Linked DNA regions of Macaca mulatta: region 1 is linked to region 2. The links are chromatin contacts, called in public Hi-C maps. All regions are on one chromosome and are shown on one strand. Each heading gives the region's core, a stretch centred on a gene start, on an enhancer-like site or on the middle of the called end of the contact. The rest is flanking DNA. Distances are from core to core; before and after follow the strand shown. Region 1 holds the start of CLK1 (CDC like kinase 1). Region 2 holds the start of BZW1 (basic leucine zipper and W2 domains 1).

Region 1 (4,181 bases), core at 478-2,977, 57 kb before region 2:
CCCGGCTAATTTTTTGTATTTCTAATAGAGATGGGGTTTCATCATCTTGGCCAGGCTGGTCTTGAACTCCTGACCTCGTGATCCACCCACCTTGGCCTCCCATAGTGCTGGGATTACAGGCGTGAGCCACCGCACCCGACCTCCTCCAGGTTTTATTCTAAACTCTGCCACTTTTAATCAGTGGTGCAAATATGGTTATTTTTTGGTTTTAAGAGTGTTAGTCCAAACTGCACCATTTTGTAAATCCCTGCCCCCCGCCCTCCCCCGTTCCCCTGGCCCTGCCCCGTCTCCCCCACAGGCTATTTTGCAGACCTTGGTCAAAGTGAAACATTCCACGGGGGTTCGGGCTGTGAGAAACATCCTGCCCAACCACCTGACCACAAAACGGACAAACGCACCACTAAAGAAACACCTCTGTCATATTCTGCTGTGAGAAAGTGCGAAGAACACCGCATTCCTGCAGGGGCATGGTGGCTCACCCCTGTAATCCCAGCACTTTGGGAGGCCGAGGCGGGTGGGTCACCTGAGGTCAGGAATTCCAGACCAGCCTGGCCAACATGGCAAAACCCCGTCTCTACTAAAAATACAAAAATTAGCGGGTCGTGGTGGCGCGCGCCTGCAGTCCCAGCTACCGGGGAAGCTGAGACAGGAGAATCGCTTGAACTCAGGAGGCGGAGGTTGCCGTGAGCGGAGATCGCACCACTGCACTCCAGCCTGGGTGACAGAGCAAGGCTCCATCTCAAAACAAAAACAAAAAACAAAACAAAAAAACCCACCACCACCACATTCCGCGGGAACAAGGGCCAGAACCGCCTCGTTATGGGAACATCTTAACATCCTGCAGGGCAGCAAGCCAGTAAGCGTTATGGCCCAGGCCCCTCCCGCCCTTACCTAAAAGTATCCCACTGGTGGGCACCGGCATTAGGCTGGTCCCCCACTTCTGTAGATCTTAGGCTGGACATAAAGCCTGCATTTGCTGTAGAGCCGCCACTCTGTTTCTTTAACGCTGGCCTTCCCTTCAAAAACTTATCAAGGAGTTTTATTCTTAGAATGTGTACTCAGTTACAGCCATAAAAGCATCATAGGAGGTACGCTGGCTACCCACGGTGGGCCTAATGCAGGCACCATGAGGATCAAGGTGCAGAACATTGATTTCTGTTGGCTCACACTGAGCTGACACGTTCACTGATCCCATTAGTAATCTGAAGCCATCTGACGCTAGTGGTATAACATTTACTTATTTTTTAGAGACAGGGGTCTCCCTATGCTGCCCAGGCTGGTCTCGAAATCCTGGGCTCAAGCGATTCGCTCTCCTCGGCCTCCCAAAGTGCTAGGGTTACGCGCCAGACACATCGCGCCGTGAAGTATTATTTTTAAAGTAATTGTTTTAGTGGTCGCAATCAGGGCACGTGCTATTGTGTATCCTGAGTCCCTCACTTTTCCTTGTTCACAAGTTATTCCTTGTTCTAGCGTTCAAAAACAATTTTCAGTGAGTGGGGACGACACTCTCCCCCAAAACTGCAATGTTTTCTCGGTATCGGGAGATTAGAGACAACACAGCAAGCATCTACAACTTCCTTTCATCACCCACCTCTGGCTCCCGCCCCGGCGCCTGCGCCCACCGTGGTCACGCGTCCGCCAACGCTCCGGACGCCCGCCCCTTCCGCCTGCTCGCCCCGTGCATGCCCCGCCCCGCGGCGGAGACGCGCTCGTTGCGTCATCGGTGTTTTCGAGGCGAGTCCCGACGCAGCAGCTGTCAGCTCCATTTTGTTGTCGGTGCTCGTCGCAGTCAGCTGGGTGATTCCCGTGATTGCGTTACAAGCTTTGTCTCCTTCGACTTGGAGTCTTTGTCCAGGACGGTAAGACGCAGGAGGGAGCGGACTAGGTGACAGGGCCGTTCCTGTGAGCCTCGCGGGCGCCTGGCGATGCCACCACTTCCCGCTTGTTTGCTGCCCGCCGTCCCTGGCGCGACGACTGCCTGCTCCCTTCACTCCCAGGCTGCATAATGGCGGCGCGCCCCTCTTTCCTGCGCGGCCGAGCCCGTCGCCGCCGGATCCGGCCTGCGGGAGTAGTTACGGTGTTTGCTAGGCCGGCCGCCCTTTTGGAGTGTTCGCCCTCCGCTGAGGGAGCGGCGCCGCCTGACGTGGGAGGGTCGGGTGGGCGCCATGTTGTGGGCCGCCTCGGCCGAGCTGTAAGATGGCGGCTGGGCGGAGGCCGGCCTTGGCACTGTGGCCGGAAAGGCGAGGCTCCCTGTTGGGGGTGGGGTTTGCTGGGGTTCCGGAATGTGCTTGAAGCACGCAGCTGTGGGGAAATGTCGTCTGGAGCAAGTGGAGGAAGAGACGGAACCCGTAGGGGGTTACAGTTAATGTCTAGTGGTTAAAGGGTCGGCGTAAACGTCGCGAGTGGCTTTGTCCTCAGTGGTGTTAACAAAAACGAGACTTGGGAACCTAAGGAAAGAGAAATGCCGGGGTGTATTTGAAGGAGCGTTGTGACAAAAGTCTGGTGACCGAGCATTTTATGCGATGGCGTTTCAGCGTACTCCTCTTGGGTTAGCAGTTGGAGCTTTTGTTTCTTGGAGTGTCGCTCTGTCGCGCAGGCTAGAGTGTAGTGGCGCGATCTCGGGTCACTGCAGCCTCCGCCTCGCGGGTTCAAGCGATTCTCCTGCTGCCTCAGCCTCTCGAGTATCTGGGATTGCAGGCCCGCGCCACCACGTCCGGTTAATGTTTGTATTTTTAGTAGAGACGGAGTTTCATCGTATTAGACTGGCCTCAAACTCTTGACCTCAGGTGATCCATCCGCCTCGGCCTCCCAAAGTGCTGGGATTACAGGGGTGAGCCACCGCGCCCCGCCTCCCTTTTTTTTGGGGTGGGGGGAGAAGGTCTCGCCCCTGTCGCCCAGGCCGGAGTGCAAGTGGTGCAATGAGGGCTCACTGCAGCCTTGAAATCCGGGCTCAGGTGATCTTCCCACCTCAGCCTCCTGAGTAGTTGGGACTACAGGCGCGCGCTACCACCCCCCGGTTAATTTTTTATTTTTTGTAGAGTCAGGGTCTCGCTATGTTGCTCTGGCTGACCTCGAATTCCTGGGCTCAAGCAATCATCCTGCTTCAGCCTCCCAAAGTGCTGGGGTTACAGGCATAAGCCACGGCCCCCGACCCGGTTGGAGGGCTTTAGAAATTGTACTCAGGCTGGTCCAATGGTAATGGGTTATTGTAACTTAGTAGTTACTAGTGTCACAAAAATTAGTATACAACCCCTACAGCTAAATTTGACAGGCTTTAAAAAAAAAAAAAAAAATTGTAGCCAAAGACGCAGAGGGGTTCCACTTGGAAGAAAGAACGGCAGTTGATGAATTTCTATATAATGTCTTTTTCAAGTTGTTAGGTTAGAGATTTTCGATTTTGTTCGAAGGATTTCTGAAAAGAAGGTGGTTCTTACCATTCCCAAATTGATTGTGTTAACATTGCGTTTAGGATAAATTATGTCGTATGTGATTGGGAGTGGTACTGGAAAGATGGTGTTTTGTTGTTATATTCTGATGCCATCGTTGCCTTCGTGTGTAATTGAAGTCCTTGGTAGTTTCATTTATTCGTGTACAGAAATACTCTATAATGATGATTCTGTGTGATGATTCTGTCAGCAACTCAGATACAATTCTGATTATGTTTGCAGTAATCAGTAATGCGGTGTTGGTGAGGAACATTTATGATTGCATTTGAGTTGGAGACTAGTTTCTGGTACACGTTTAAAAGGGGAGAATGACGTGTGGACTTCTATAGTACATTTGTGCTACTGGTAGGGCAGGGGTAAAATTTACCAAAATTAGTAAATTGTGATTCCTCCCTCTGCTTTTTTCACTTTTTTTACATTCTTCCAATAAATCTGGGCATGATATGGCTAATGCAGAGTGCCTGTGAATAAAGTTCAAACTGCAGATCAAATTGCAGAAAATGGGACAACACAATCATTGGATTTATCAGTGATTTCAGATTGGGTGACAATGATTCTTAAATTTTGATTTTAAAAAAACGAGGTCACGAGGGGACCTTTGTAAATACGAATTTTAAACAGCTCAGTGTGGGATACAATTTAACTAGGAAAAACTTGCCTTTAATGTAGATGAGACACTCAAAGAGAACTTACTGTCCTGATTGGGATGACAAGGATTGGGATTATGGAAAATGG
Region 2 (4,288 bases), core at 1,104-3,603:
ACCTGTAAAATAAGGTTAATATGCTTTTGACCAATAACATTAAAAATATATGAGACTACATCTTATTTAACTTTATATCACTAGCACAGCACTTTGCTACAGAATTCAACATTCAGCTAAGTACACCCGAATGCAAAAAAAATAGTAATATAATTCTAATACTTTTCTAAGTCTGTATTTCAAAAGACATTACAATGTGAATCCTGTTCCACAATTAACTTCCATGGGTGAAGTCTGAGTTTTCTCTCACAAATCTTCACAAAATCTGGGTGACTACATTAGGAGTTCTCCTTTTATAAATTAACATCTTTGCTCATTTTAGTTTGCTTAAATAAGACTGCTTGCTAGTGAAAACAGAGCCCTTATTTTTGTTTTAAAAAGTATTTTACCTTCACACTAAAAAGAATATTCATTAACCGGCTTAGAGATACATTGATACTAAAAATTAAGGCTTGAGCAGTAAAGCAGTAGAAATACTAAAGGTGTATGTGAATGGCAGTCAACGAGAAATTCAAGTTTCTTTCTGGTGTCTTCTCTTGAGGCTTTAGTACTATGCAAGTGCCCGTCAGAGGAGGCAAGATACACAAGATATTCTGGAGGTTTGAAGAGACATCGAAACATAAATATTTACCTCTTTTTCTAGTTTTAAAACGCTGGCCTGATAGCGTTGGCTTTTGCTGCTTTTGATTATTCATAAAAGACACCCTAGGAAAGGAGAAATAAAGCCTTAATTTCAGTGCCATAATATTAATTTTTAAAATAAAGCATCAAACCTTAGTATAATCACTTATGAATCAAATGGAACACGCACTCTCAGCTTGGTGAAAGCACAAAGAATTACCCTCACTTGAATCAAATGTACGCCAAAATCTGCATTTCTCTCTACAAGAAACCCTTCAAATTAGTATTGCGAACTACACTTTTAGGCGACATTGTAATGCTACAGTGATCACCCATCATAAACCTAATTGTTCAGTTTCCTCCACATTCTTCTTTACATTCACTTACGTCTTCCACGACCACTAGGCATCGCAGAACGCAAAGGGAGATTACCACCATAGTCAGGAGGCATCCAAAATGTGTATGCCAATTCTAAAACACTGTCAAAAGGTGAACCCCTTCTTCTGATGGGCCTGGTTATATATAGGCAGCACCACCCTGCCCTAGGTCATGCCTGTGACCGCAACAGCGGCCGCCTTGCACCACTCAGGCCTGCAAAATTAACAGCCAGCCCAGCCTCCTTCGCCCATATCCCACAGTCCCAGCCTCCTCCCTGGGCACGTGTCTCCCAATCCGCACCCTTCCCATGCCTCCCGCCCAGGACCCCATTGGCCACAGCGGGGCGCCGTAGGGTCCCGGGGCTCCTTCTCCACTGACCCTGCCGCCTGCGGTGGCGGCCGCCGCAACGAGTGGACCACAGGTACTGAGGCGCTTTGCGCCGGGGCCCCAGCCGCCCCGTACATCCGCCCGCCCTCCAGCGAAAGCAGCGGCGGAGGCGGCGGCCGCAGTGGTGGTGGCAGCCCCTCCGCCCCGCCCGCCGGAAGCCCCCACGCGTACATCACCCAACAGAGGCCACGGTGGCTTTGTTAGCTAGGCCGGGCACGGCCCGGAGGGAGCCCGGCTCGGCCACTGCCTTCGCCACCAGCGCCGCGGCGAGCACCCGCACCCCACTTCCCGACCCGGGCCGCCGCCGCCCCTCGGCCTCCCTGCCGAAGCGGCGGCCTTTCAGGCCCTGGATCCGGCCCGGCCTCAAGTGGCGGCCTCCGTTCGGGCCCATCCAAGCCGGGCCGCATTCAGCCCGCCGCCTCCCTCGCCCTCTGCCCAGCCTCCACGGCCCGCAGCGTCCGCCCGGGGTGAGCGGGGCGCCGCGTCTCACCGAATTTAAGGCGAAGAAGAAAGAGCCAGAAATCCCCGATGTAGCGGCAACTGCGGCGGTGTCTCCTCTGCGACCGGAACTAACGCCAGGAGGAGGAGGGAGAGGTGCCACCCCCGCCCGGACCGCTGTCCTATCGCGAGATTTCTTCCCCTTGCCCCACCCCCCCCCCCGCCCCGCCCCGCCCTCATCGTGGCCTGTCGCTTCCGTCTTTTCCATTCCGCGCGGATTAGGGTGAGGGACCGGGAGAGGGGAGGGGAGAGACGTTTCAAGGCTTCTTTATTCCCTTACTGGGTTCCACGTCTCCTGGACAGGTGTCCTAGACTAGCTTATTTTTCTTCCGCCGCTGCGTCGTCCGCCCTCCTAACACACGGAGGGGTTGGAAGAGCGGAGCCGGCCCCCACCGGTCTCGAAGTTGGACGCGTCCTCCTGGAGTCACTCCCCGCCGGCCCCCTCCTCCAGCGCCGGAAGTCGAAGCCCGAGGGCGGGGGCGCTCGGGTTGTGCGGGGGCGGAGGCCGGTGGCTGGCATGGGGGCGTGGCTTGGGGAAGGAAGTCACACCTCGCCTCCGCCCTGACCGGGATGGGCGGAGCTCGCTCCAGCTGAGTTGCCTGCAGGGCGACTTTGCATTGAGGGGCTGTCTCGTTGTTCACCGCCTCCTGTAGGAGTGAAGAGGACACAGGCCGAGGATTCAGAAGGGGAAATTCTGTCCTCCAGCCGCGGTCCCCGTGCCCTGCAGCGGTTGTGTCCCGAGTGTGGTGGCTATGGGGACTTGGAGAGCATCAGAATCCCTTGGAGGGCTTGTTAGAACAGACTGCTGGGCACCTCCCGTGGTTTCTCATTCTGTGGGCCTGGTGTGGAACCCATGAATGTGCATTTCCAACAAGTTCTCTGTGATGCTGCTGCTGGTCCACACCTTGAGAACCCCTCAGAACAGGCTATGTCATCAGGGAGCTGGGGTACGATCAGATAAGATAGTGCGTGTGAAAAACACTGGACGTGTGCAGATAGAGATGCACAGCGCCTCCAGGATGTAGCCCCATGTTTTTATTCACTGTACGGTAGTTTACTTCTCTCCAGTTGCTTCCTCACTGGTAGGAGGAGAGTGGCTTCTCTTCCCTAAACTTTTTGATAAAATAGTTTACTTCTTTTCCTTAATTAACTATATGACCTCTACCCCCACCCACCCCCCACAACTTCATGGAAGATTACTTTCTCAGCGTTCTTTCCTGAAATTATTGCCAAACCCAGTGATTCTTTCATTCTTCACCCTCTTTGCCTCCTCTGAGCATTGAGTGTTACGTCTCTCCTTGAATCCTGGCTCCAGCTATCCTGGTTACGCTCTGAATGTGGCTTCGCACGGTATTTGCTGATCTTTTTTCTACTGACACCTTTTCTCTCTGCATACTTTCTTCCGTGGCAGTCTTATACATTCTCAAGGATTTAACATTTACTCCACTTAAAAGAGTTCCAAGATCATCTACTGAATCATTAAGCAAATATTTGTTAACTCCAGGCTCTATGCCCTTCCAAGTTCAGGCAACAGCAGTGGGAAGGAGGCAGGAAACAAACTGATCTGTTGGAGGAACCTCAAGAAGCTGGTGTGACTGGGAGGGCAGTGGGGAGCAGAGGGAAGTGGCCGGAGTCGGATCTCTTAAGTGTCTAGCCCCATCCTTTCTCCCAAGGCTCCAGTCCACACTATCTGGCATCTTCACTTCATGGCTGGTTTAACACTATCAGTGCTGTCGATTGCTCTTCCCCGAGAACTGTATTTTTCACATCTGAAGTTCTGTTAAAGGACAACGTTTCACAAATAAAAATGATAACTAATATGCACCTGTATGTATCAGGCACTCTTCTAAGCACTTTATATAGTAACCCCATTTGATCCTGAAAACTACCCTATAATCTAGACACTATTATTAGTCCCATTTTACAGATGGAAAAAACCGAGGCATCGAGGTCAAGTAACTTGTCTTAAGATCATAGAGCTAGTAAATGGAAGAGCTCCAGTTGAAGCCAGGCAGTCTAGCTTCACCATTATAATGCACTGCCTCACCACCAAGATCTTATTTATTCATTCAGCAAATATTTATTCAGCTAGAGGCCAGTAGAGATAGTGACACGTCAGGCCTATGGCCTCACAAAGCTTATCTTCTATTTTTGCCACGTTTTAAAATTGCATCATCTTTCCCCAGTACCACCTTGATTTAGGCATCTATTACCCCTAACTTAATGGGACTTTTGCAATAACTTCCTAACTCTACCATCCCCTTTCTCAACATTGCCAGAACAATCTTCTCAACTGCAACCTGAATCATTTCTCTTCACTGTTTAAATGCCTCTGTTTATACCCAGGGATAGCTCTGACCAATGTTTTTTGCCTTTACTTCCCATCACATTTTTGGTTCTTAAC

The links. A called contact is a pair of places that touch in the nucleus more often than the background predicts.
Region 1: a contact with region 2 is called in a Hi-C map of fetal cortex germinal zone, with 2.5 times the contacts expected there. The contact joins the promoter of CLK1 here to the promoter of BZW1 in region 2. A contact is called at or near these places in 4 of 14 Hi-C or Micro-C datasets (blood, cortical neurons, fetal cortex germinal zone and 1 more).

The regions. Positions count from the first base shown.
Region 1 is chr12:105,966,644-105,970,824 of T2T-MMU8v2.0, reverse strand. CLK1 (CDC like kinase 1) reads left to right here and starts at 1,727. Exons shown (of 13, transcript NM_001261781.2): 1 at 1,727-1,859; 2 at 4,116-4,181. The coding sequence starts at 4,116.
Region 2 is chr12:105,910,299-105,914,586 of T2T-MMU8v2.0, reverse strand. BZW1 (basic leucine zipper and W2 domains 1) reads right to left here and starts at 2,353. Exons shown (of 12, transcript XM_015110702.3): 1 at 2,165-2,353; 2 at 632-705. The coding sequence starts at 695.